Regions from separate parts of the Mus musculus genome. Here all the other regions are linked to region 3. The links are chromatin contacts, called in public Hi-C and promoter capture Hi-C maps. All regions are on one chromosome and are shown on one strand. Each heading gives the region's core, a stretch centred on a gene start, on an enhancer-like site or on the middle of the called end of the contact. The rest is flanking DNA. Distances are from core to core; before and after follow the strand shown.

Region 1 (2,700 bases), core at 25-2,524, 1.8 Mb after region 3:
GGTGTCTTGATCAATATTTAGCAAAGCATCCTTCACTGATATTTATAAATTAAAATAAATATATGAGCATCTCCAAATTTCTTTTCTACATCTCATATGTTGTTTATATACCCAGTGAAATTCTGCCATTTCCTAAGCAAATTAGTAATTAGATCCTGTCTTAACCAATAAGTTATGGCTTAATAGTCATCTGAAAGAATAGAGAAGGTTTAAGGGGCAAGTCACAAAGGAAAGAACAAAGTGACAGATGGCCATCTTCCTAGGGCACAGAGGAGTAAAGAGGAGGAGAAGTCAGGAGGAACGGAAGTTAACGTCACTATCAGCTACACAGAACACTTCAGGGCAGCCTGGACTACACAAGAAACTGACTCAAAATCCCAATACAAACACAAAAGGATGGCAATAGGAAGGGGGAAAAGGTAGCTATGGTTACCAGCATAACACACAAATAACGTCAGTCAAAACTTCAACAGGGAAAGGGGAGGGGTTCACAAGGCCCCACCCTTAGCTAAGGATCGGTTGGAATTCATGACCACTGAAAAAGAGATTCGTTTTGTTTGTTTGTTTGTTTGTTTATTTTGCTTGGAGGTGTGGCCAGTGAGCGTCCACGTTCTAGGGGATGTCCTGTGCGCCCTCCCTTCCCCGCCCCATACACACAGGTATGCACACTAGAGCAATACTAAGTGGACTCAGTGGGTTATAAAACAAAAACAAAACCACCAGGACAGGAAATTGGGAGTGGAGCATTTTGGGAGATACCTGGTACTGTTGAAGTAGGGGACAGTAGGGGTGGATTTGATCGGACTGCATTGTATATACATCTATTAAATTCCGGATAACAGAAGCCATCGAGACAGTGTCAGCTAAGGGCATGCTTCCACACCTCAGGCACAAGCTGACAGCAGATGCACCCTGCCAGGCACCCTTCTCCATTCCTAGGCTACCGAGCCAGCTCTCCTGCCCCAGAAGTGCAGGACAGAACAGGGCAACGGCACCTTAAAAGAGAGGCCACTCCCAGCTCCATCCCTCCTCCAGCGTTAACCAGCACCGGAATGGACAAGCCTAGGTCACCACAGTACCTCCCATTCAACTTCTTCCCGCCTCCCTCCAAGGCGGACCCGCCCACCCCGCAACGTCCCTCTGGCTGCGCTACATCCTGGGACCAACCTCCATGCCAGAGATGCTACCAGAGCGCGCACAGGACCCGACACTGGCCCAACTTTGGAGAAGACCGCCAGAGAGGGAGACACACACAGGCGCAGAAGAAACACGGAAGCGCCCTTCCCAGAGTCCCTGTTTGTGACGTCGCCGCGGACGAGACTACATTTCCCACAATTCTCTGCGAGCGAGTTTCACAAAGCCGTGGTAGGTGATTTGAAACGTTCCCAAGTTACTGTCAGGCTGTTTGCCAAAGAGAATGGGTAGAAACAAGCCACTTCTGAAGGTGGATAGCCACGGGGAGTCAGGGTACCGCGTTTAAATTTTCAAAATGAGTATGGGTTGAACCTTTGACAGCATTGTTTATTATGTGTACTGGATACTTTGGGTCCATATATTGTGATTTTAAAACTCAACCTGCTTCCTACAAAATGTTTCGTTTTTGTTTTTGTTTTGCTTTGCTTTGGTTTGGTTTGTTTTTCCAGACAGGGTTTCTCTGTATAGCTCTGGCTGTCCTGGAACTCACTCTACAAACCAGGCTGGCCTCTAACTCAGAAATCCTCCTGCCTCTGCCTCCCAAGTGCTGGGATTAAAGGTGTGCGCCACCACTGCCCAGCTGTGTTTGTTTGTTTGTTTTTGTTTTGTTTTTAAAAAAGATTTATTATTATATGTAAGTACACTGTAGCTGTCCTCAAACACACCAGAAGAGGGAGTCAGGTCTCATTATGGATGGTTGTAAGCCACCATGTGGTTGCTGGTATTTGAACTCAGGACCCTCGGAAGAGCAGCTAGTGCTCTTAACCTCTGAGCTATCTCACCCACCCCAAAATGTTTCACATCACAAGGCAAACATGGATTAAAAAAATGAGCTAATATTTTGAGAAGACAATTCTTAAAATGAGAAATGAAAACAGACAATGAACATGTGAAAAAGTGTTGGTCCAAATAACTGGAACTTCAAACTAAAGATGATTGTATAGAAGCAAGTGTGGTTTTACATGTTGAAAATCCCAGATGTTGGTTACTGGAGATAGGAATAGGAGTCCGAGGTCACCTATAGACATATAGAAAGTTTGAAACATGTTTGGTATACATGACTCCCCACTCAAAAACAAAACAGATTCAGAAAATGAGATCACAGAATGTATATGCTTTGAGTAAACTTGCATACTAAAGTGTTACATGTACCTTTTGCTACCCCACCTAAGCTCTGGGAACAGGCAGTGCTATCAGCCCCTCACCTAGAGAATACTGGATCTTTGGATAAAAAACACAGACACACAAAGCAGTTAATCTTAAAATGTCTTTGCTAACTCAATGACAGGGCATTGCTAAATCTCAAACTCAAACTGTTCTAGAATTCAATTGTGGGGCAATGGGCTATGCACAGAGACAGCCTGGTCTCCAGTCGAACTTAGTTAGGTCTTGAACCCCGGTGGGACCCGGTGGGTGGTAATTTTCACCTACATGGGACAGAAGGCATTCGATCATGTCTCCTGGACCCCTAGCTCCTGTCGAAGTTACCGCCCCCAACAGTCCCCA
Region 2 (2,700 bases), core at 59-2,558, 1.8 Mb after region 3:
GTGACCTATAATATAATTGTGCTTATTGCTGTATCACCTCTACATTGTAGGAAACGAGATTTAAGGTACAAGAAAATGTACTTTTCACACCTTAAACAGTGTAAAACGGCACATTCTTAGTTTCCTGCAGATTAGTGACATTAATTAGAAAATGTCCATATTTTAATGATTGTTAGATGATACATAGAAAGTATTGGTATTGATGTAGTTTAAAGCCCATGCTTCTCAGGTATAGATTTTAATGCTGTAAGTCAGTCTCCAGCACACAAATCAATTTGACTGAAGTGTGGCAAAAACAGTACAAATGTCAGGATGAGCAGCGGCTGTATACAAAGGGCAGGGTGAGCATTGGCTGTATACAATCACAGGACCCTGAGTGAGCCACAGCTCTTCAACTTCACTCTCAATCTTTCCACACAACACCAAATTTCTGACATCGCAGTCTCCGGTGCAATTGTATGTGGTAATAATCTCTAGTATTTTCCACTCTGCAGTGTTGTAGGATCAGTGATAGCTGGGACAAAGTTCAGAGTGCCCCCTCGATGAGATTTTTTTTTTTTTCCTCATACAGGTGTGTGAATGTGAGGGTTCTGTCACAGTGGGTAAAGGAGTGATTCCTATCCAAAGTGAGCCGCCCTGAAAACTAACAATTTATCACAAAGAAAACGGGACGAACATCCCATACACCAAACTCCCCCGCAGAACTCACTGTCCTGGAAACTATGAGCCACACGAACTCAAAATCAGAGTCCTGGGCCTCTCATTGAATACGGGAGGGCCCAGAAAAACCCACTTGCTCTAGATTTCCTGAGGGATCTGACAACAGCAATGTGAAAACTAGTTAACAGCAAGCTTCCCCAGCCAAGGTGGGGTATGAGCTCTCATCACAGCCTGCCTCTGGCACGGTCAGCCAAGCCACCCTGCTCTACCAACCCTAGACTTTCCAGTCTCCATTCTCGCAGTAGCAGGCCACCTCTCAGGTCCCTGAAACACATGATTGACTCTGTCAGCCGCTCTGTCCTAACAGAGCAATCACTCCTTGCACCGTGCGTGCGCCCCACCCCTGCACTCTGGCCAAGCCTAGGTCCGCACTGCAGGACCACGTGGGCTTCTCTCCGCCTCCCGCCCAGCCCTCCCCGGCTCCCTGCACCCCGGGCCCGCCCACCCGTATAGTTCATGAGGCCTGCAAGGCTAGGCTGCAGCCGGGACCAACCTCCATGTCGAGCGCGGAGCGCAAGCCACACTGTTCCAACTTTGAGAAAGCCGCAGAGTTTGGAGAAACACAAAAGCAAAATGAACCGGAAGCACAGAGGAGTAGAGTCCGGTCTAGCGGAGTCATGCTAAGAGAGACTACATTTCCCAGAAGTCTACGCGAAGGACTGCCCTGAACCAAAGTCAGGGAGAACTATTTATAGCCTGTCACTGGATTAGGCTGCTTTTTAAGTCTCAAATTTACAAAGGTCTTGTGGGAATATAAATCCAGCCTTTGACGGCAACTTGTATTAGGTTTACTTCTTACTCTGATCAAAGACGTTACCTAAAAAGCTCTGGGGTTCCTAGAGTCTTTTGGCAGGAGGAAAACTCATTGACTCAATTATACTAGATTTAAAATAAAAACCATCAGCAGCTCCTGCCTCCGGGTTCCTGCCCTCTTTGAATTCCAGCCTTGGCTTCTTCCAATGGACAGCAATCCAGGTTATGTAAACCAAATAAACTCTTTTCTCCTGTGATTTCTATTCTTGGTACTTGACTACATCTAGAATTAGATGGAATCCAGAAGAAATACAAGGGACACCTTTGAGGGATTTTTGTTTGTTTGAAGTGGGTGGATCCACTTCTAGTCATGACTTGTGAGGTAGATGTTGTGGGTTGCCCTGGTGCTGTTTGTATTCTGATGTTAATTCAGCTTCCTCAAGAGGGGTTGCCCCTGAGAGGAGTGGATCACATACTCAGGTGATTTCCTGTGAACCTTCTCCCCATTCTAACTGGTCAAATAAAGACTAGAGCCTGTGATTGGGCAGTGGAAGGGAAAGGTGGGGCTAGAGGTTTTAGGAAGTGAGGGAAGAGTAGGGAGCGAGGGAGGAAGAAGACTGAGGAAGAGAAGATAAGAGGAAGATGGAGCAGAACCACAAGGCCCTGAGAGGCAGCAAATAATGTGGGATCTCACAGCTGGGGAATAGAGTAGTGTAGTGATAAATCTGCTCAGTCTAAGCGTGCAGCTTGTAAATAATGTAACTGAGTTGTGTGGTTTTTGCATAGACTTATTGGGGTATCAGGGTTGGGGAATTACTGCAACAGGTGGAAATACATGCCTTTAATTCCAATCCTGAGGTGGGAAGATAACAATTTTAATCTGGACCACACCTTCTGCTGGAAGTCTATATAACAGCAATTTTCTCTTTTTTCTCTTCCTTCCTTCCTTTTTTTTTTTTTTTTTTTTTTCTTTTCCGAGACTGGGTTTCTCTGTGTAGCCCTGGCTGTCCTGGAACTCATTTTGTAGACCAGGCTGGCTTCTAACTCAGAAATCTGCCTGCCTCTGCCTCCCGAGTGTTGGGATTAAAGTCATGTGCCACCGCGCCCTGCTATAAAGCAATTTTCAACATGCAAGTTATGACCCCTTGAGGGTCAAACAACCCTTTTCAGGGGTTGCTTAAGATCATCTGCATATCACATAGTTACATTACAATTCATAACAGCAAA
Region 3 (2,700 bases), core at 131-2,630:
TTTCTGCCAAATTCCTAGAAGCTGCCCTAAGAGCTCTCCATATGCATGGATATTTACAGTTAGCCTCCCTGGGACTGAGGGTAATTTTAATTCTCCTCATACATCTCTGATCCTCCGTGTCCCTTTGTAACTGGTCTTTGCTACTTTGTCGGTTCTCTTTTTCCTCCCATTATTATCCTTACCCCCCTTTCTACCCCCTAACACTAGACAGGAAAGGAACAAGAGTAGAGGGGAGAGAGTGATTAGGAAGATCCCCGAATCTGATTTCTTTTCTCTTGCTTCTCCTTTGGCCTCAGCTACTAACAAACTACAACCAACCTCCTCCCTATACAACCAACAACTGGCCCACCCCAGCCCCCAGCCTATCGGGCTCTAACATTTATATACCCTCTGAAAAGTTCCCAGAGTTCCAAATATAACACAATTACCAAAACTCTGCTGCAGACAGAACCGCGATTCTGCTAGAGCACAAGGCAAATAAATCATGGTCAGTTGCTTCAGGCAGTCGGAAGCAGCCCTACGTCCCTATACCCGGAATCAAAATAAAAGCACCTTCTTATAATATTTGGTTTTTTTTTTTTTCAAGAAACCAAAATTCTAGAATTTTCACTACATCCCTTCCTCTGCTGGGGAAAACTGGAGAGGACATTTAGTGTAGCCTACCATATCCTTCAAGTCCACCAGGTCTCCACACTTACCACCTAAACGTTGTAAGACCATACAACCCTGCCTAAACCATACAACCCTGCTCACTCTACAGATCTGGACGCAAACGCCTGTCCTCTCATAGAAACGAGTAAAATTTTAATTCCAATGCCTAATGGCTTTCTGTTTCTACGGTTTAGTCCTTTCTTCCTCTCCCTTTAAGGACACCGCTGAAACTACAGCACGATTGCATTCTTTTCTCCTTCCCCTAAGGAAACTCGGTTAAATGACTTTGTCTTCTCTTGCCTTCGACCCACAGCCAGTCCCCATCCGGGTCCCTCCCCTCTACACTAGTCGAGCTGTGTATTCTGTGTGTCCCCTCCTTCCGCCCTCCTTCCGCCCTCCTTACTCTGCTACAAGGCGAGCATCCCCCAGCCGATCTAACACCAGCACTTCTTCCGGTTTGTCCAAGTTCATTTGCTCCTGTTAGTGGGTTCGACTCCCTCCTAGTCTCGGTCTCTGTCCACGGAGATGCTTAGCATCTTAGTAGCCTCCTTCAAAGGCTTCATCCTAGTTCTTTAGCAGCCAGTAGCAGACGCTTACGGACTTCGGCTTAGCCTGCCAACAGGAAGGACGCCAACAGATTGCCGCCGCTCGACGTCCGCGGGGGCGCCTGGGAGTTGTAGTCCGGACCAGCGAGCCGACTCAGGGGCTAGACCGACAGGCAAGAGCCATTGTGTTTATCGCAAGCACTCGTAACGCTGCGTGAAAGCCCGTCGGGGACAACTCCTATCTTCTGTTTCATTTGCAGCCTCCGGAGTCCAGTGTCGGCTTCGTTAGTGGCTCCACTTCTATGGACCCCGGAGAAGGTGTGTAGTCGTGGGTCCGGATCCTGAGGAGGCATCCCGTTCTAGATGGGGAACACGGTTTAAGAAAACCGACCGCATTCTGGATTGGAGGACATCAACCATCCCCTCTCGGTTAGAGGGGAACCTGTTTTGTAAGCTTATGGGAGTCGGGGAGAGGACTCACTGGGCACTTGGCAATTTTGGGGCGGACTGGTTATGTCCTGCAGAGGTCGGAATATGGGCAGAAGTGGGGGAGCCACTGGGCACATTCCTTAGTGCCTCTTCCACCTTCAGGACGATCAGCATTCTGCCTCCTACCGCTAGAGAACACTGAGGACAGTATGGCTTCCACGCTTCCAACAACCTGGCCCCATGTGAGTAAAGGCTTCTTTTCAGCTTTTGTGACGGCTCAGGGGCCGGCTAGTGGTGAGATGTTTGCTCTCAAATACCCTAGAGTTACGGGAGGAGTTGAAGGACTGCCCAAGAGGGGGGTTAGAATAGAAGAAACAAACAAACCGATTTCTGAACTGGAACTGGCAAGCCAGATTGAGGCAAGCCAGATTGAAGCTTTTCAATTCAAAAACAAAAAATGTTTCTATTACATTTATTTTGTGTGTGGGTATGCACATGTGTGCTATTGCCTGCTTGTGGGCACCTTTCCGGATTGCTACCCTTCTTTCAACATGAGTCCTGGAGATCAATCAAACTCAGGCTTGGTAGCCTTTACCCACTGAGCCATCTCACCAGTCCTTTTCAACTTTTTTTTTTTTTTTTTTTAAAGCTGGGGATCTGGCCAGGCTTTGGTGGCACAAGCCTTTAATCCCAGCACTTGGGAGGCAGAGGCAGGCCCGATTTCTGAGTTTGAGGCCAGCCTGGTCTACAGAGTGAGTTCCAGGACAGCCAGGGCTATACAGAGAAACCCTATCTCGACAGAACAACAACAACAACAACAAAAGCTGGGGATCTGGTTGAGAGAAACTGACAGGTGTTAGAAGATAAGAGGCTCATGTTTAGTTTTCAGCAGCTACTTTAAAGAAGTGATAATTCAAAAACAAGAAAAGAGGTATAGATGGGAGCCAACAGTCCTATCCCCTGGTTAGTGAGAAATGAACAGGTTTTCATAGACCACAGTCTCACTTGTCCCCTGATTAGTGTCAGACCGATTTGCTCAAGGATTCAGACAAAGGAACATGAGATAAGTAAAATG
Region 4 (2,700 bases), core at 80-2,579, 1.5 Mb before region 3:
CAGTTACATAAGAGACACTCAAAGGTGAGGAGTCGTCTTGTTAGCTAGAAGGATATTCCTTTAACAAGGTGATTTCTTTCATTTCAATGTTTATTTTGGATTTATCAAATCACTTGTAGTTTCAGTAAGGCCTTACATCTTAAACCAACAGGCAAAGGCCAGCCTGGTCTACAGAATGAGTTCTAGGATAGCTAGGGCTACGCAGTGAGAAGGCCTGTCTCAAAATCCCTGCCTCCCCCCAAAATTTATTTAACTCTTTATTTTTTGCAGTTACTCCCCTTTATTCAGGCTGTTGTTACTAGCTAAATCAATATTCCTAAATGTTTCTCTTTATAAAGCTTTTCCTATTGCTTTGCAAACAAGTGACACTCTTAATATAGCACTCCTTTGAAAATAGTCTACTAGTCTTAGTAGTATCTGCAAAGAATGGAGATCTCTTTGTTGAATAGGCATATAGTATATACAAATAAGATCCTCCAGTAGGCAGGATAATGATCCCCAAGAGGAATTTGTGTCTCTAAATCCAGGAACCCATACATGTTATCTTACATGTCAAGGGGCCTTTTCTGATGTAGTTATGAGTGTACACCTGAAAATAAGATTATTCTGGTGAGCTCAAAACAAACAAACAAACAAACAAACAAACCCCCCCAAAACCCAAACCCATTGTGGAAGGCTCAGGAAATGCACTATCCTTGGCTTTGAAGAAAGAGGTCAAGCCAAGGAGTGGAGATTCTTCCACTTTCTAGGAAGGAATGCAATTTCTCTGACTTCTGGATTTTTAGCTCTACGAGACCCGTACACAGGCACAGTGGCCTAAAAAAAAAAAAAATCACAAGAATTCGACATGAAGAATACATTTGGCTTCACGAGCTTGTTCAGGAGATGTTGGGACAGGCAAAATCCATTCAGCTCGTGCGCAGAACGCTGTGCTGGAGGCAGCAGGCTGCGTGGTGTGTGCTTCTCTCTCAGGGCGAGGCACAGTCGCTGCTCTTCTCAGATGGCGAAGAAAACCGAACCCCAGGGGTTGCCTTGTTTGTGCACGAGTGAGTTACGATAAAGTAGGCAAACCCAAGAAAACGCCCTCTTAAGGCTCGCCTCCTGAAGCTCCTAGACGACAAGGCCACCACAGTGTCAATGGTCTGTGCAGGGCTCACACTGTCTTTTTCCGCCCTGGGAGGATGTCACACACCTCAGGTCGTGGACTCCCTCAGCGAAGAGGGTCGAGGTCGCCGACTAATGCCAAATCTCGCGATATTTGGGACGTTCGCGAACTGCGCGAGGCTGACCTCGTCTGGAAGGGAAGCCGCTTCCGCCCGCTGAAAGGCTAGTCCATCTTCTCGCGATATCTGGAGGGAGGCGAGCGATGGAGCGCAGAGGCGCTCGTTCTCGCGGGATTTACGGGCTCTGGCGAGCGTTGGCTGGTCGCTGAGGTGACGCCGCCGCGTCAGGCCCCACATAGCGCCCCCCGCTCCGGGCGGGCGATGCCCGGCAGCCGGCCCACGTGCCGTGCTCTCCTCGCCGCCGAGAGCGGCGGGGCTGCCGGGTGCCTGCCCCTAGCCCGATGGACATCTCCGCCCCGCAGTCCCGCGCAGACTCCCGCAAAGGTATGAGCTCCGAGCTCGCGCCTCTGCGCAGGCACACGTCTTCAGGGCACTTCCGGAAGCGGCTCCCGCGTGCTTCCTGTGATTGACAGCTGCGGGTTTCGAACTCTTGCCCCGCGGGAAGTCCTCGGCTTTGCGACTCAGCCGCCTGGACGAAAGAATTTAGTGCTGTCCCTCACAGTTACTCGCCGAGCAGTGGGAACAGACTCCTCATCTGTAAAACGAGGACTATTGCTTCTTGTGACTATTAGATGAGATGAGATGCAAGTGACTCCACTTTTGACCCTTGGCGTTCAGTAAATGTCATTTTTGTCTTTGTATATGCCAGTTATTAGTCAATAGCAGGGATCTGTTAGGTAGATGATCAAAGGCCTATTTATTTAGTTTAGTTCACTTACATGGCGTATTGAAGCAGAATTTTGCCTCTAGTAGATCACCAAGAGCTTTTGAAAGTGCAGTTATCTCACAAGCCATCAGGGATGCAGACTTGCCCTCTAGCTTTTATTAATAAAATTGATTGATATAACAGATTACAAACTTTGTGTATATGTGTGCATCAGGCATGTGAAAGTCAGAGGATAGCTTGGGTGAGTCAGTTCTCCTTATGAATTCAGAGGCTGGAATCCAGGTCAGCAGTATTAGCAGCAAGTTGGCTTACAGATGGAGTCAACCTTCAAGCCCTGACAGAACAGATTTACAACTGAGTGTTCTGTGCCCAGGAATCATTGGGTAAATCTTGCTCTTCCTTTGAGGAAGATATCTCATGAAAGTAAGCAGGTGCTCAATGCTAATTTCAGGGTAAGCAACAAACCTTGAACTCGTAGGACTAAAAATTGGTCATGTCATAATTAAGGGCCCACAAATAGAAATGCCTTTATGAATCTGACTGCTAAAGGCAAATGGTGGATCTTCTAAGTGACAGTGATGGGACTGCTATGTTTGTTCCTTGATGCTATTAGAAGATTTAGTCACTTTTGGTATTTTAGGGGGAAAATTGCTGATGGGAAGAACAGATCACTCAAGAGTGTCCAAGAAGGAAGTATGTTTCCTATGTTGGAAGCAAACAAAAAAGGCACTTTGGAATTGAGAGAGGCAT
Region 5 (2,700 bases), core at 78-2,577, 1.9 Mb after region 3:
ACTTCATAAAACATGCAGGTGACAGCTAAGTGGACTTGGAACCCCACCATAGCCTCATGTTAGAAACATAGCAACATCTAGAAAGGGGATGTCTGTGCTTTAGAACACACAGATGAAGTTTAGGTTGACACTGTTCTTTGACATCCAAATGATTCAGCAACCACAGACCCAATGCATATGATGATGTAGGGGTTAGGTTTTCACAGCACATTCCTCTCGAACTTATTCTTATCCTTCCCTGCCTGGTCACTATTCCTCCTTTTGGAAAAGGCAGGTTTCCACTGGTCCATGGTAGGTTGAAGGAGTAATCTTGTAAGCACTTTGAAATAAGCAATTGATTGAATTACAACATCAAGAGACTTTGGGCTTTGACTGTCTTGGGACTATTAAAGTCTATGGGCATGTTGAGAAGTGAATTGTCTTTCTTAGAAACAGATGAAAGTGAAACTCTCAGAGGCTTCCAGGTTACAGAGTATGGTGTTTTTTTTTAACGTATTTGATTGTCAAATTCCAATAAACTTATTTGATATTTCTGATTTGTTTTTGAAATAATCATTTCTCTGTCCTGATTTTGAGAAACTGAGGTTAGTTCAGGGCAGATGCTTTGACTTTCAAAATATTGTCACATAGGAACACTTGTAGATCAGAGCAGGGAAAGGAAATTGAGTAAGAAAGATCAGACCTCTGCAGAGAGAATTCTAACAATGGATAATGGGCCAGTGGCCAGTACACATACCAGTGTGACCTCAGGAGCTGTGTCCTCCCAAGTGTAATCTGAGCAGGGGAAGGAACAACAACATCAACAACGGGCAAACATACCCAGTGGCTTATGTGTACCTGTGTTTGTGAACAACCATTGGAGACCGTTAAAATTGTAGTACAGCTCCCACTAAAAAGGAATTTCTTAAATATATATTAACATTTTAAAGTTTTAACTTTGTTAAATGATCTATACTCTCAATGTGTCCCTGACCAACTAACCACAGTATATACATCCTAATATTTACACAAAACTGTTTTTCATGATGTGGAATCTGATCCATGTATGTCTCATGCAGAGTGTAATTGCAAAGGAACAAGTATTATTTATTTATTTGCAATACTGAGTATTATGACAGAGTCTACATTAGAGTCGAGCGCTTTAAAGTAGGCCAAGTACCTACCATAGTACCTACCATAGTATAATAGTAAAGAAAACAGAGAGAAGGCTACAAATCTAAGACCAGGGAAAGACCACATTCAGTTCCAGGAATAGCTTCGCAAAGACTTCTGGGATATGTAGTCCAAGCAACTGTGCCATCACGAGGAGCCATCCAGGCAATCCCACTTTAGCTTTCGTTTTGTACATTGTGCCTTCCTCAAAGTTTTTGCGAGAGTCCTGAACGGCTGTACACGCCTGTTGTCTCTGTCATGGAGGTTGGTTCATGAAACAGCACAGCCTGGGGCTTTGTGCAAGCATCGGGCTGGGAAAAGGCGGGGAGAGTGGGTGTGGGGAAGGTGGGGACTGAGCGGACCTGGGCTTGGAGGGAGAACGGAAGAAAAGAAGCTGTTGGGATTTGTTGTGCTGATCTGGCTGGGTCACGTGAGGTTGCAGTTCTGGACCAGGAATGGGGCGATTGGGATTGTGTCTGAGGTGAGGGTTTTCATAGGACACCGCAGGGTGTCTTGGACATAGGAACAGACTGGTAGCAGGGGTCAGGATTGCAAGCTAGTGATGGTGAGATGACTACTTGCACCTGAGGCAGTGCTGGGAACTCTTTGACAGCTTTGCTGGGAAGCATGCTCCCCTAGCTGCCCCATTCTCAGGTGGATGCTGTCAGATGCCCCAGTCAGTACCTTTAGAGCAAATGGGGTACCTGGCCCCACTATCCTCTGTACCTGGCCTCCTCCTACGGTCCTGATTATGTTCATTTTCCCTATCAGTTAAGGAATTAAGAGAGAATAAAAATCCAAGTCCCAACAGGTCATAGATGGGAAAATCTGGAACAGAGCAGAGAGATCTGCCAGGATGGGAGGTCACTGAGAGTCTTTGACTATAGGTGAGGAAACACATGTAGTGGATACACAGAGGGAAGTCAGCAAAGCAGGCAACCTGCCACCTGGTTTTACCTTGAGGGCTGGGTTTCCTTAAACCTTGGATAGGTTTCCTGTTCATAAAGTAGGGTTGAATAATTGTAAATAAGACACAATGTCTGCTTGGCACACTATGATTATGTCAACGTGCCTTGATCAGGCCTTGAACCTGAGAACGTTTATGAGCAGGGTATTAGTATCTGGTGAAAATCTCGCGTGGCCTTGTTTTAGGGGGCCAGGCTTTTGTGTCAGGTCAGCAGGGTAAGGAAGAGCTCACAGACCTGTGTGTATTCTTGTGACTTAAAGTAAACAGACCTGTGATAGAAAGACACTTGAGCCTACTGTGAGGCACATTCCTGTCATCTCTGTATTTGTGAGGGGGAGGGGCAGGACCCTCTGGTCAACCCCTGCTTGATAGCAAATTCAAGGCCAATGTAGGCTACCTCAGTCTGTGTCAGAAAACATTTAATCATGCTTGATGGACGTGAGAAATACTCTCTATGATTCATTCCATGTCTTCCAGTGAGAGCCGTGGAAAACCCCTGCAATCAACACTTTGGTGTCTTACAAAGTACACATGCTTCCCTTCTGCCGACCCAATCCATGTGGGATTCAAACTTTGTTTTC
Region 6 (2,700 bases), core at 38-2,537, 1.9 Mb after region 3:
TATGCTCACCCTATATATTTCGATGGATAAGTAAAATACATTGATTGAACTCTTAAGTCTATGCTTATGTAGTCTTAGAGGCTACTTTGGGTCTGTGTTCCACAGTGGAGTAGACTCCACTGCAGCTGATTTTTTAGTACCTGCCTTTAGTTCACAGGATCTAAGGAATGGACAAGGCTTTGACTCCATGTGATCCCCTGGCTGTTTTGTTAGCAGCCCCATGTACACTGATTTCTGAGGGCTCTCAGAAGGAAATCCTAGTTGCAGGCTACTCAACTATTGTGGTGAGGGTGTATACCACTTTAAAATGTTTGTGCTCTGTACACTCTTGTTTCTACAGTACAACTCAAAGCCTTGTGCATTTATGTCTCACCTGCATACAACAAGTAGGGGAAATGACTGGATGTGTGACCTGCTTTTATTACAGACACCTTTCTACCAACAGATCAACAGTAGTAGTCTCTGTTGGACATAGGTAGCCTGTTAGCTGGTTTTAATCAATGCCTCCATGGGCTTCTTGTTGATCTTCTTTCCAATGTCTGAGAGTCCGGGGCATTAACTCAGGACAAGAGATTTAGAGGAATGTTAGATACACACATGCTTGGGTGTGGCATGGGGATGTCAAATTTTATCTTCAGAGTCAACCTCCTTGGCCTGCTCAAACAGCATGTGTTTCTGTATGTGTAATATTAGCAATGCCCTGGAGGAATTGTTTCTATATATTCAAAAAGTAGAAACACAAACAACAGTATACAAGTTTGTTGGGGCAGACACCAAGCCAGCTTTGTATCCCAAGTCCATTTGTCAAAAGCCACTGAGGAGCTAGGAGCATAGTCAGGAACGCCAAGGCTGGTTTCAAACATTTTATAAAGTTAGTTTTCCTTGCCACGTTGGTTAGTGTATTGCTTTGTTTATTTAACGAACAACTAAGTCAACGTGCCCCCCGTCCCGTCCCCCCCCCCCCGGCCAGGAAGTAGTAATATTAAAATTACTACTAGAAATGACTTGTAAGCCAAAAGTTTCTGTCAAAGGCTTGACTCAAATCCATACATCTCCGATGTGGTTCTGGGGTCGAAAACCAATCTCATTACCCACAGCTTTTCTGCAGATAAGGCTTCCTCCTTGCACCTTCAACTGTGTGTTCCCATCCACAAAACTCTCCAAACAGTAGACTTCACCCACCCTGGGTTCTGGGATTTCCTTCGCACAGACTTCTGGGAGATGTAGTCCGCACCACTGTGACCACTGGGAGCCTTCCAGGAAATCCCCTTCTGAGTTCAGGTCTGTACTCGTGCGTCTTTCTTAAGGTTGGGCGGAAATCGTATGCGGCTATCTATTCCAGTTGTCTCTGACAAGAAGGTTGGTCCAGGCAGCAGCGTAGCCTGGGGCTCTGTGCGGGATCTGTGTCAAGGAGGTTGGTTCAGGAAGCAGCATAGCCTGGGGTTCAGTGCCGGGAGCTGGGCTCTGTCTTGGAGGGAGCGCTTGAGGACTGGGTGGGAGGGCGGAAGCAGCTGCCAGGACTGGCTGTGCTGAACTGGCTGGGGCCACTGAGGCTGCAGTTTTGGAGTGAGGGGACTGGCCTTTTGGGATTGTGTCCTGAGTGAAGGTTTCCTTTAGAACACCGAGAGCAGCCCGAGTCTGCCTTGGTTCTCTGGTACACTGGAGCAGCTTGGTAGTGGAGGACTAGATTGCAAACTAATGGTGATGAGCTGACTACCTGCTCCTGAGAGAGTGCCAGAGCTCACAGACCTGCATTGCTGGAAGCGCGCGTCCCTGGCTGCCCCCATCTCACCTGGATGCTGCCAGAGTCCTTTGTGTCTTTAGAGTAAAAGGGTTTCTGGTCCCCGTGTACTCTGTAGCCAGCTTATAGCAATGGCCTTGAGGTCTGACTGTGTTCATTTTTCGCTGCCAGTAAAGAATTAAGAGAGGAAAAATCCGAGTTACAACAGCTGTCGTGTTGGGGAATTCTGGGACATAGCCAACATATCTGTCTGAATGCACGGAAAATCTTGGACTAGGGTTGAAGAAACACATGCAGTGGACACACAGGCAGGAATGTCTACAAGGCAGAGTGGGATCAAAAGGAGCTCACACCATGTTTCACCTTGAGGGCTGTGTTTACTAAACTTGACAGGACCTCCATCCCTACTTTACAGTTGAGAATTTTTAAAAAAATATTTATTTATTTATTATATGTAAGTACACTGTAGCTGTCTTCAGACACTCCAGAAGAGGGTATCAGATTTCATTACAGATGGTTGTGAGCCACCATGTGGTTGCTGGGATTTGAACTCAGGGCCTTTGGAAGAGCAGTCGGTGCTCTTAACAGCTGAGCCATTTCACCAGCCCCGAGAATTTTTTAAAAAGAGAGTGTCCGCTTGGCCCCAAATGGTTCCGGTCAACATGACATTATCAGGGCTTGGACTTGTTGAGGAAGTTTATGGACATTGTGTATATTTCTGCCATTGTTTCTGTTATCTTGTAACTTTGCTTCCCATGGTAATATGAGGTATAAAAGGGCGGTGAAAAATAAACTCGAGGCTGCTGTGGTATTGACCAGCAATCCTCCCAAGTCTATTTCTTGGCTCTGCATCTTTTCTGCCTCTCCTGTCTTTAATCCTCACTCCATACTCAGAGACTCTTTGACTCTTGACCCAACCTAGGAGTTGCTGCTTCGTGATCTGTGTTGTATGTATTTTA
Region 7 (2,700 bases), core at 144-2,643, 1.1 Mb before region 3:
CCTTTGATGTCATATTTGCAAAATTATGGTATTGTGGGTGCAGCAATGCGAAGGTAACTAAAACTATCCCTATCCCTGACATCATCTAAGCTTTCTTCACACAATGGTCCAAGGTTCACCTGTTTTGTAGTGTGTGCTAACACTTGTTCTTTTTCTGCCCTCCCCCCACCCCATCCTAGCTTCTGTTGTAGCACATCTTATTCATCCATCACCCAGTTAATGGGCATTTGGACTGCTTCTTCCTCCCGGCTATTGTGAATAGCACCTCTGAGAATAATACGAGTTTTCATCTGAATACCTATTTCCAATTTTGGCTAGAAAAATACAGGCTCTAATCTTTAATTCAAAGAAAGAAGTGGCCACCTATCTTAAAATCTCTAGCCATCTGACAATTTACTGAGAACCCCTGAGGTCCCTGAATGGCAAGCCCAGGAAATTACAATTTGAGACAAAAATCACTTTTGATTTCTTTGCACAGAGAAGTTGGACAACAGTAAAACTCAGACCTTTTTTAACACCTGTATTTAATTATTCCTTTCACATGTTCTATGAAGTAAAACATATGTTCTATGAAGTAAAACTGCTTGTGATAGGGAGGGAACCAGCAGGCAGGGATGGCATCATGGAGAAGGGCAATGTGGAGACAGTTTTGAACAAAGTGTAATGACATAAACATGTATATATACACACACATATAAACACACAAACATACCATAAGAACCATTACTTTGAATGCTAACTTACAAAATTAATTTTCAGGAGAGTGATGGCTCAGAGAGCAAAGGCACTCGCCAGCAAGCATGACATCTAATTTGGAGTTTCATTCCCCAGAAGCCAGGCCTTAACTGAATGTCTCAAAAGAAAAACAACCGCTATCTAAACCTCACCCTGTCCGCTCCCGCACTCATCACAACATCACAGTGGGTCTGGGGTTGTTTCTTTGCACTTGAATGGGTTGTTTTGGTCTCTTGTTCCTGTCACACCTCTTGAAACGCAAGTCTCTCCAGGCTTCTTGAATGGGTCAGCACCCAGCTGAGGACGCTGCCTCTCCTCTAGGCACTTTCCCTCAGTTTACAGCTCTCCCCCAGACACGCAAGCCCTTAAAGGCTCTTGACTAGGTCATTTTGGTGAAGTGTGGCGGTGTGCAACCAGGCTCCCCACTGGCGCACACCGGCGAGAGAAGGCTTGCAGCCTCCCTGAGTTTCTGGTGGTAGCTCCGCCCAAGCCCCATACCACCACGCCCACAGGCTATAGAGTGGGAGGGGATAAAGTGGGGCGTGACGTCACAGACACCGGTCTCCCATTGGGTCTTCGTGCGCCCCGGGGCCGAAGGGCGTGTCCACCAGCGCTCATTGGCTGGGGCGCGCAGGCCGGGAGGAGCCGACCGCGGGGCCGAGAGTGCGGCGGCGGCGGCGGCGGCGGCGGCAGCAGCAGCAGCAGCATGGGTCCTCGCCCGCGGCTTCGCTGAACCTCACTGGCCTGGGCTGCCCGCGGCGCCCGCAGCGGCGGCGTCATGAAGGGGGCCCTGGGGAGCCCTGTAGCCGCCGCGGGCGCCGCGATGCAGGAGACGTTCGGCTGCGTCGTGGCCAACCGCTTCCATCAGCTGCTGGACGACGAGTCGGACCCGTTCGACATCCTGCGGGAGGCCGAGCACCGGCGCCAGCAGCAGCTGCAGCGCAAGCGTCGCGATGAGGCGGCGGCGGCGGCCAGCGGGGCCGGGCACCGTGGCGGCAGGAGCCCGGCTGTGGCCTCAGGACACAGGCCTGGCGCAGGCGGCCGCAGGGAGTCGCAGAAGGAGCGCAAGAGCCTCGCGGCGTCCGGCGCACAGCAGCCAGACAGCCCTGGGGGCCCGCAGCCGCCAGGTACGCCGTGGGCACCGAGGTCACCCCTGCAGCCGCTAGCTCCAGTCGCGGGGACCGATCCCGGACGCGTGGGCGGATCAGAGCTGGGAGTCCTTATGGGCGCAGGACCCGGGGTCATCCTTTCAGGGGCCACCCTTGAAGATAATAATCCTCTCGGGGTCACGTTTCCAGGGATCACTCTAGGGAGCCACTTTTGAGGGATCATGACCCTCCAGGGCCATCCTCCTGGGTGGTCATTTTCCCTGGTCACCCTATCTCAGTGGAAGGGTCAGGGTTTCACTCTCGGTGGGCTCATCCCAGATGGGGGACAGTGAGCAGAGCCGTGAATCTTGGTGGACAGAGGGCCTTTGGTCATTCTCCCTGGGTCCCAATCCACGAGGGGTTGGGAATCACCCTCTCTCCGGGGCTGGGGGTCGTCCCTATCCATCCGTTACGGGTGGGCCGAGCTGGAGGTTCTTGATGGGCAAAAAGGCATAGTATGACTCTTCCGGGGTCACCCTCCTGACATTCCTGGTTTCGTGGAGGAGCTGGGACTGACAGCCTGAGAGTTGCGCAGCTGGGATTCTCACATCTGCAGCTGGCTGCATCCTTCATCTTCCCTCCCGGCCTCTGCGGGACTCAGCTCTGTAGGCGATGCACTGCTGAAACCTTCAGGGATCCCAGATTCTGGGCCTCGAAATCCTGGGAGGCCTGGGTACCCTTACGTGTGGGAGCCCCCGGAAGGCAGACTTGAGCCCAGGGTGAGTTGGGGTGGGCTTGAGGTTCCGGCTCCTCTGCGCCTTAGCTCTTTTCTCCATCCTCATATGGTAGCCTCTAGGTGTTAGCTGACATCGATTGC

Evidence for each region. Promoter capture Hi-C pulls out the DNA fragments that hold promoters and counts their contacts. A called contact is a pair of places that touch in the nucleus more often than the background predicts. Capture Hi-C pulls out chosen DNA fragments and counts their contacts.
Region 1: a promoter capture Hi-C map of pre-B cells shows a contact between it and region 3, with 4 times the contacts expected there. The contact joins the promoter of Zfp712 here to the promoter of Zfp369 in region 3. A contact is called at or near these places in 5 of 39 promoter capture datasets (cranial neural crest, hematopoietic stem and progenitor cells, hippocampal neurons and 2 more), 3 of 115 datasets of contacts at active chromatin or transcription factors (astrocytes, pro-B cells and thymic regulatory T cells) and 1 of 9 other capture datasets (liver).
Region 2: a contact with region 3 is called in a promoter capture Hi-C map of liver, with 4 times the contacts expected there. The contact joins the promoter of Zfp708 here to the promoter of Zfp369 in region 3. A contact is called at or near these places in 1 of 484 Hi-C or Micro-C datasets (uterus), 1 of 115 datasets of contacts at active chromatin or transcription factors (pancreatic cancer cells) and 1 of 9 other capture datasets (liver).
Region 4: a contact with region 3 is called in a promoter capture Hi-C map of pre-B cells, with 6 times the contacts expected there. The contact joins the promoter of Ercc6l2 here to the promoter of Zfp369 in region 3. A contact is called at or near these places in 3 of 39 promoter capture datasets (hippocampal neurons, liver and pre-B cells) and 1 of 115 datasets of contacts at active chromatin or transcription factors (microglia).
Region 5: a promoter capture Hi-C map of liver shows a contact between it and region 3, with 7 times the contacts expected there. The contact joins the promoter of Zfp455 here to the promoter of Zfp369 in region 3. A contact is called at or near these places in 3 of 39 promoter capture datasets (hippocampal neurons and liver).
Region 6: a Hi-C map of B cells shows a contact between it and region 3, with 8 read pairs. The contact joins the promoter of Rsl1 here to the promoter of Zfp369 in region 3.
Region 7: a contact with region 3 is called in a promoter capture Hi-C map of pre-B cells, with 9 times the contacts expected there. The contact joins the promoter of Habp4 here to the promoter of Zfp369 in region 3. A contact is called at or near these places in 8 of 39 promoter capture datasets (the C10 cell line, embryonic stem cells, hippocampal neurons and 3 more), 1 of 484 Hi-C or Micro-C datasets (CD4 T cells), 8 of 115 datasets of contacts at active chromatin or transcription factors (astrocytes, bone marrow-derived dendritic cells, embryonic stem cells and 5 more) and 2 of 9 other capture datasets (adipose tissue and liver).

What each region holds. Positions count from the first base shown.
Region 1 is chr13:67,059,896-67,062,595 of GRCm38.p6, forward strand. Zfp712 (zinc finger protein 712) reads right to left here and starts at 1,275. Exons shown (of 4, transcript NM_001166218.1): 1 at 1,168-1,275. The coding sequence starts at 1,173.
Region 2 is chr13:67,080,237-67,082,936 of GRCm38.p6, forward strand. It overlaps Zfp708 (zinc finger protein 708), which reads right to left and starts at 1,309. Exons shown (of 4, transcript NM_001012448.2): 1 at 1,214-1,309. The coding sequence starts at 1,219.
Region 3 is chr13:65,277,474-65,280,173 of GRCm38.p6, forward strand. It overlaps Zfp369 (zinc finger protein 369), which reads left to right and starts at 1,381. Exons shown (of 8, transcript NM_178364.5): 1 at 1,381-1,514; 2 at 1,788-1,867. The coding sequence starts at 1,499.
Region 4 is chr13:63,813,911-63,816,610 of GRCm38.p6, forward strand. It overlaps Ercc6l2 (excision repair cross-complementing rodent repair deficiency, complementation group 6 like 2), which reads left to right and starts at 1,330. Exons shown (of 19, transcript NM_001013608.3): 1 at 1,330-1,607. The coding sequence starts at 1,565.
Region 5 is chr13:67,193,179-67,195,878 of GRCm38.p6, forward strand. Zfp455 (zinc finger protein 455) reads left to right here and starts at 1,328. Exons shown (of 4, transcript NM_001048204.1): 1 at 1,328-1,416. The coding sequence starts at 1,411.
Region 6 is chr13:67,171,895-67,174,594 of GRCm38.p6, forward strand. It overlaps Rsl1 (regulator of sex limited protein 1), which reads left to right and starts at 1,288. Exons shown (of 4, transcript NM_001013769.1): 1 at 1,288-1,359. The coding sequence starts at 1,324.
Region 7 is chr13:64,160,473-64,163,172 of GRCm38.p6, forward strand. It overlaps Habp4 (hyaluronic acid binding protein 4), which reads left to right and starts at 1,394. Exons shown (of 8, transcript NM_019986.3): 1 at 1,394-1,862. The coding sequence starts at 1,514.